Regions from separate parts of the Triticum aestivum genome. Here region 1 is linked to region 2. A link is a contact called in public Hi-C data. All regions are on one chromosome and are shown on one strand. Each heading gives the region's core, a stretch centred on a gene start, on an enhancer-like site or on the middle of the called end of the contact. The rest is flanking DNA. Distances are from core to core; before and after follow the strand shown.

What was found. A called contact is a pair of places that touch in the nucleus more often than the background predicts.
Region 1: a contact with region 2 is called in a Hi-C map of leaf, with 2.2 times the contacts expected there. The contact joins the promoter of LOC123085314 here to the promoter of LOC123085313 in region 2. A contact is called at or near these places in 1 of 5 Hi-C or Micro-C datasets (leaf) and 1 of 1 datasets of contacts at active chromatin or transcription factors (leaf).

Annotation. Positions count from the first base shown.
Region 1 is chr4A:87,444,858-87,448,877 of IWGSC CS RefSeq v2.1, forward strand. It overlaps LOC123085314 (protein TPR3), which reads right to left and starts at 2,741. Exons shown (of 27, transcript XM_044506938.1): 1 at 2,438-2,741; 2 at 2,140-2,305; 3 at 1,868-2,047; 4 at 1,671-1,784; 5 at 1,399-1,557; 6 at 32-209. The coding sequence starts at 2,219.
Region 2 is chr4A:87,035,695-87,039,728 of IWGSC CS RefSeq v2.1, forward strand. It overlaps LOC123085313 (patatin-like protein 6), which reads left to right and starts at 2,460. Exons shown (of 2, transcript XM_044506936.1): 1 at 2,460-4,034. The coding sequence starts at 3,013.

The DNA.
Region 1 (4,020 bases), core at 1,491-3,990, 410 kb after region 2:
TGAATTGTCCAGATATGCTCAACAAGCTTACTCCATGGGCGCCCAATTGGGGGAAACCACCAGGTTTAGGTATAGATCCAAGTAGTGGATTGTTTGCTGGTGATGGAGCACGTGCACCATTTGGTTGTCCACAAGAATGATCAACAAAGAGGGTCTTGATGTCAGGATTAGGCCTGGGATTTTTGCAAAGCTGGTGCTGCCAGTTTAAGCTGCCATATATTACAGAATAACATTACTACTATGATAAATGGAGTTAATGGTGGGGTCCCCACCTTCCACCTCCTTCAAAAATAACAAACAAAAGCAAAAATAACAACAATTTCACAAGCAAATTAAGTTAAACAGAATTTTATTCTTATCCAAACAACATCCTCCATCGTGTTAATTACCCCACTCAGGCCTGGCGGCAGAGCAAAGAACATGGTTTAGGCCTTGCATGTGGTGGGGCGCAATGTCATCTAGGATGGAGCTCGGTTGAGCGTGACACCCAGGTTGATTGCATCGAGCAAATTGAAGTTGACAATAACTCACCATGCTGCAATAATATGATTTTTTTACACATAGCAAACCGTGCCCATAGATAGACTTCTTAATTAATGATCTTTCCCTCCACATCCAAACATATATGGTAAATCTGAAGATTCACAAACGTGTGGATGTGAAATTAAACCCAGAAACGTCAACTAGGACTGACTCTGATAATCTAATGGAATACCCACTTATGGACAATAAATAATGGAAAGGTAAATAGTAATGAATCAAGGAATGAATCTGCAAATATTTGTAACATCTTTACAAGTTTCGGTTCCAAAGAAATGGAGACTGCAGGTTAACAAATATTGGTGGCAATTTATACAGAGATTCTTTACTTATTTAAACTTCAAATTGTATTGGACTGCTGGAAAAATGTAAATGCAAACAGGTGACTCAATTTTTTGGACATTTATGACTGTAGGACCCACAAAACTCGTCACGAAGAGCAACCTTATTTACAATGTAAATACCTAATGGTTGAGATGTGTCAATGTACAAGATTATAACATTAAGAAACCAAGATTTGCATCTTCTTAAAAATGAATGAACAGCAGCCCTCACTTAACTTATGGCAAATAAAGCCAGGTCAAATTTTCCTAACCAAGAACGGTTGGTTTAAATAAATTTGGGGAGAACAGAATGTGGGGCACAGCCTCATTAGCTTATAACATTTTACTGGGTCAGCTTTACAAAGGATGAAATGAGGGTAAGTAATTTTATTGGATTAAAGAATGTTCGCCTAGTAGATCTATAACTAGCATCAGCAGTTCAGCAGCAAGAAATATGCAGCATATAAGAATAAATAAGATGCCCATACAACAAAGAGTAAGGGTGCCAAGATTATTATGTTTCTTTATGTGCTACCTCTGATTGATAAGTGTCCGTAATCTAGAACTCTTCAGATTGGGAAACTGAAGCTTGTCACGGAATAAGGGGTTAGCTTCGATCAGCTTCTTCAGCTCAACAAGCATTATTGCTCTTGCAGATTTTGTATCACCATACTTGGAAAGCTGCTCATTCTCCCTATCAATAATAAAAGCAAAAACCAATCACTGAGCAGTCCAGTAACGGTTTGAGCCACACAAATGATGGCAAGAACCTAACGTTATAAGCAAATGCAATCACGCAGATTTTACCTGAAGTTCTCCAGAGTCAATAGCTGTGTGATCTCCTTAAACAGCTCCTCATTAAAGGATGCAAACACCTTCAAGTCCTTGACCAAGATTTCAACCGCCTTGGACCGATCATGCCTGACAGAAAAGGAACAGATAATCAGTCATCAATTCAGTCCAGCATTTACAATTCTACATACACCTCTTACCCCTGCACTTACTTGTCGAGGGCCTCGAGATACTTCTGCTTGCGGATCTCAAAGAATATCTTCATCGAGTAGCGGTTGTCGTCGACTTTGGTGAAGCCCCCGAGGTAGCGCTCCACCTCATCCCAATTGCCATTGATCACCTCATCCTCGAAGTACTTCATGTTGAAGTAGAAGCCAGACTCCTGCTCAAGCCTACACAGGGACAAGGGCTCCAAGTGAGCACGCTAGACAAACGAACAACACCAACTTTTGACTTTTTTGGGGTGGGGGTTTGAATCACTCACTTGTGGACGGTCTCCTTGAACTTCTCCTCATCGAGGAACTGCAGGATGAGGAAGACGAGCTCCCGGCTGAGAGAAGACATCCCCGCGTCCCCGACTCCTCACCCACCCAGGCGGGGCGGATGCAACCTGGCCGTAAACCTAGCCTGCGGGGGCGCAGGACCCCCCACTGCAGAATAAGATTCGGACTCCATGTTCAGTTCACGATCGCTCACAGCCCAGCCGCGGCGGAAACAACATACGACGGGAAGAAAAAAAACAGATCAAAAGCGAGATCGATCCAGGCGGGCTAGGGCTTTACCGGCGGAAGGAACCTCCCCGGCTCGGATCTCCTCCGCTCCGCCCCGCGCGGGGCGAGCAGAGCGGGGCCGGCGGAGGGCTCGAGGCGGCTCGGCGGGGCGGCCGGCGGCGGAGATCCGGGGGCTGCGCGGCTTCCGATTTGGGGGGCGGCCGGGGCGGGGCTATCGCGAGAGGACCGAGAGGGCCGGGAGGATGAGACTGAGGCAAGGGGCAGTATCGTAAGTCAACAAAAGGGAACGGGGGTATGGAGCAGAATTCCCCTATTTATATCGGACGAGACGAGACGATAATGGAACCCCCTCCCCCCTCCCCTGCGCGTCTATATATACCCGCACACTCCCCAAACGACATACGAGAACGTGCAGGATAAAATATCTTTATCGTTTCGGACAGGAGAAGAGAAGAAAAAAAGAAACACACGCCTTATTACGTTCGCTGCACGCGTTCGCCCCGAACCCAAACCCTAGATCTGTTCCGGAACCTGCCATATATGCACGCACATATCCCAACGATTTTGAAAAAAAAACTCGCCCAGAAATGCAATCCAAGCCCAGGAATCGGGCCCGTGGAAAGCCGGGGCTCCTCCTTTCCGACCCTGCTGCCGGATCTTTTTCGGCATGGGTGGCATACGCAGAACGAACTCCGTGCCCCCGCAAAAAAAAAATCCAGGATCGAATTCGAATCGAAGACATCCAACCAACGACTGCATAATTCGGAACGAAAAGCAAAATCAGAGGCTGTGCTGCACTTACGGAGCTCTGTGGCTGGAGGGGCCGGAGAAGAGCTGTGGGGGGAGGAAATGGGTTGTTGGGGGCTAGCTAGGGCAGGGAGGGGCAACCACCTCGCGGTCCTATTTATAGGAAACTCTCGTGTTTGCCACTGATAAGAGTGGTTGCTTATCGATCAGCCCGTCTGCGTCTCGCGATCTGCTTATCTACTTATCCCGTCTGATAAGCGGTGTGTGATAGGCTGATCAGACGCGGGAGGTGGTGGTAGGGTCCATCGGGCTCCATCGCCATTAGCGCAAGAATCCGCGTTTGGATTTGCTTTTAATGAAGACGTGTCCAGTCTGTACCCAACAACTAAAAGACGCCTTTTAATGCTCTCCTCTCTCAAAGAAAATCGGCCTTTTCCATCTCTTACTATTATTATTATTTTGATTCGAAACTAGTATTTCTTATCTCACTACAGTACAAGACAAATTAAGATATCAGGATTTGCCATTTCGTTCACAAATATTTTACTCCCTCCGTCTAGGTGTGTAAGTCATCTTACGAAAACCAAATAATCCCAAAACACTTAGGCACGGTGCATTAATTTCTACTTCATTTCTTATTTCTTGACATATCAACCAATAAAAGATGAGGGGTGTGCATGCTTTTAATGACTTAAGACTACTAAACACGACATGCAGTGGTTAGTTCATTGCATGCAATGCTATTAATTAGCAAATAAACATTAAGGTCTCTCGTTTTCTCCTCCTCCTTGCTCACGGTGCACAACCTAAGATGACTTACTCACCTAGACGGAGGGAGTATTATCCATGTATTACCTCCGTCCTAAATTAGTTGTCTTAGATTTGTC
Region 2 (4,034 bases), core at 1,210-3,709:
AAAGAAAAGTATACATAGACATATATTTGTCATATACATGCATAAAACTTGACGAACCTCGGCCCCATTTTTTTTAACACATATGCTCATATGTGATGTATAAAAAAAATTGCAGATACATAGATTAAAATGGGCTTTTCCTTTGCTGTATTTGGGCCAGGTATTTGTCTTTTTTGTGTAGCATGCAAATGATAGAATTAGTTGATCAAACTTTATACAAACTTGAAGAACATGCATATGTATTGGTAGAATTATTTATTAAAACTTCTAAATGTGTTTCGATTATTAGTTTTCAAAAAATGGGCTCCATGGAGCACGTCCTTTCTAATGCTGCTCTTGTATGTACAACAAATATGAAAACATATCCAATGGCTGCATTCGTCCAAGGTTAGCAAAGATAATTTTGTACATGAATAAGAACGACGGTACGATAGTCTTTATTTCCCCGCAAAAAAAAAATAGAAATATTAATCATGGTTTCGTCACTGAAAAGAAATATAAGAGATAAGTGTGCCTTCGAGTATAATACTAAGAGGCTATCGCTTGTCAATATTGTTCTGAAGTCACATCATTTTAGTACCGCTCCGTTCAGCAAAGAAGAACACTAAGAGATCCGGATTCAAAAAATTATACGTCTTCCATGCCACTGACGTCCTCTGCCGGGCCTCGGCGCGCACCGGTTGAACATGATCATCTATCGAGCGAGGTACTATCACTCTACGATGCAGCACTTAGAATTCGTCTGTGGCATGAAACAACAGTCGGACGTAAGTTCAAGTCCCCGGACATGAAAAGGATGCGCGTGTGAAGGCAGCTATAGTTGGATTATACAGAAGGGAGCAAACGCGGAATTTATGGCTGCTAAAGTTAGGAGATTGTTTCATGAAGCTTCCCAACGAGTTTAGGAGTTTGCAAAAGGAAGAATTACCGGTTATCTTTAGCGTTCATTTTTTGTGTCTGACAACAAGTTAGTAATTGCGCATATAAAAAAGTATATACAGTAATTGTGCATGGAAAAGTAATCTGTAGAGGAAAAAGGGAAATCATCTGAAATGGCAAAATACAGCAGTCTCCCAACGCCGGTGTCTTTCGGTCTAACTGGAATCAACAAATCCGTATATACTAATCGTGACTATCCCGGACGTCCGGCACGTCCCCTAAACTCAGCCAAGTGGTAGTAATAATAACTGATGTTTTCCAGCCAGAGAGAATGGTGATGATTTTGTCTGTCCATAGCCCATTGACCAGGCGGGCAGGAGCCAAGGAGGCGGCGGCGACGAAGATGACCAACGACCAACGGCATTGGGAGCGTGTGGATTCTCCCGTTCCCAATGGTCGGTCGTGGCACACGTGAGCCGAGCCGGTGCAGTCAGGACTCAGGAGCCACGCACGCCACCAGCACAGCGCTGGCTGACGACCCAAAGAGGCGTGGCCGAGACGGCTCACACCACCCATCTCTCGTCCTCGAACGGAGTAGGAAATGCTCTGTTCTGATCTGCTCTGTTCATCCACCTGCTGCGCTAGCGCTAGAATGTCCGTGCGGTCGAGGCCACCGGCCACGCCATTCTCCTCCTGCCTAGGCTTGTACCCCTACCACTAGTGCTCTCTTGCCTTTGACCGCCGCCCGGTGGGCCCGGCGCATAGGATAGAGGCCCGTTGCCTGCCCTAATCAAAGGTTTTGGGCGCTCACGGGCCGTGCGCCCCTCAACTCAACTCGGCCCTGTAGTTCGACGACACCATCCTACCGCCTTTTCTTATTTGTCTGGACTGCGCGGCGCCGGGTAGACCCAGTCTTGTGCACCGTCACGTGCATGCAGTTCGTTTTCCCCACCTCCTACGAACCGTACGCGACACACGCAGTTTTCTTGCGGTAAGCACCTCAACTTGCCCGGCATGCAGGCATGTAGGTCTATTTCCCACCTCGCAGCAGCCTTTCCAGGAGGCAGTAAAAAGAAAAGGATAAAAGAAAAAAACCACAGCTAGCAGTAGGAGTATTGCACTGGAGCAAAGCATACACGCTGACTGACTGACATGTCTTTGCAGAATGCTGCTAGTACTGCTGCTGCTGCCGCCTCCGACAGGCTCTCAGCAAAGAAATTAAAAGGGAAAGGGAAAAGAAATGCGTACGTTGTAGATGTACCGCTGCCTGCACGACACAGCAAAGTGCGGGCGCGGTCGAGTGCTGCGCCCCTGTCTGGTCGCGCTCCACCTCCACTCCCGTTGCATGCCACGCAGCCATGGACCGGGTCTAGGCGACCACGTCCTGAGGCGTTAACCCAGCCCCGCAATCATGATTAGTCCCCCATTACGCTGCCCTCGAAACCATTTTTTTATGAGTGTTTTATTAATATAATCGCTTCCTCCTTCGCTTTTTCCGCCCCTCGTTCGCTGCTTAATTAATGAGTAGGACTAGAAGCAGTAGCACGTCTGTACTCATTTGTCCGTTTGTTTATTCAACCCTGGAACCCAGCCACAGCCAGTTTGACGACCGCGCCCCCGCACCAGCATGAGTGCACCCGGTCCACATGCGCCAGCCAGCATCGCCAATCTTGAGGTGGAATGGACGGCGCAGGCAGCCCCACGCCGGTGGACCAGGTGAGGCGCGCCCAGCCAGTGGCCCGGCAGGAGCGTTGTGTCCATCGGTTACGGTGCAGCCGAGGGTGAAGAGAGACAAGACGACGACCTCCGCCTCCTCTTCTCGCCTCCGTTAGCTTGGTCTCTCTCGGCTCTCTCTATAACTCGCGTGCCTTTCTCTTTGGGCTCCTTCCTTTCTTCGCGTGCTCTGCAGCGCGCAAGAATCAAAAGGCGCCACCAGCGAGCGAGCGTGGCGCCGTAGACCGACCGCGGCGACACCGAAAGAGAGAGAGAGAGAGAGAGAGAGAGCGAGAGACAAGAATTAAAGCCAGCAGCCGGGCTGGTCTTTGGCGCAATCCTTGCGAATCCTCGCGAGATCCTGTTTTTGTTTGCCTTTCCGCGTAGGGGAGGGATTCCGCCGGGAATTTGTTGACCGGCATGGAGGAGGCCGAGGAGATGCAGGTGGAGCGGGTGCACGAGGACGCGGAGCACGGGGGCGCCGACGCCGACAAGCTCAACTACGAGATTTTCTCCATCCTCGAGAGCAAGTTCCTCTTCGGCTACACCGACCCGCACCAGCTCTGGCTGCCCAAGCCGCCGCCGCCACCGCCGGCGCAGGCGTCGCAGGCGGCCATGGCGGCCACGGGGAAGGCGGCGCAGCGCGGGAAGGTGTGCGTGCTCTGCGTTGATGGCGGCGGCGGCGGGCTCAGGGCGCTGCTCGCCGGCCGCGCGCTCGCGCACCTCGAGGCCGCGCTCCAGCGCGCCTCCGGGAGCCCCGACGCGCGCGTCGCCGACTTCTTCGACCTCGCCGCCGGCACGGGCGCGGGCGGCGTCTTCGCCGCGATGCTCTTCTCCACGCACTCGCGCGGCGCCCCGCTGTTCCGCGCCGAGGACACCTGGCGCCTTGTGGCGGACCACGCGCCCAGGCTCTTCCGCAGGCCCGCTGGCTCCACCTCCCTCTTCTGCCGCGCCAAGAAGCGCCCGCTCGCCGCGCCCACGGCGGCGCTCAGCGTCGCCATGAAGGCCGCGTTCGGCGAGGAGCTCACCCTGCGGGACACCATCAAGCCCGTGCTCATCTCCTGCTATGACCTCAGGTCGTCCGCGCCGCTGCTGTTCTCGCGCGCCGACGCCCTGGAGAGCGGGAGCTACGACTTCCGCCTCTCCGACGTCGGCCGCGCGGCCTGGTCGGAGCCCGGCCGCTTCGAGCCGGCCGAGGTGGCGTCGGTGGACGGCGTGACCTCCTGCGCCGCGGTGGACGGCGGGCCGACCATGGGCAGCCCGGCCGCCGCGGCCATCACGCACGTGCTGCACAACAAGCACGAGTTCCCGTTCGTGCGCGGCGTCGAGGACCTCCTCGTGCTCTCCATCGGCGGCTGCTCCGGCGCGGGCGGCTCCGGGGCCACCGCGGACGCCGACATCACGCGCATGCGCCGGTGGGGCCCCAAGGAGTGGGCCCGCCC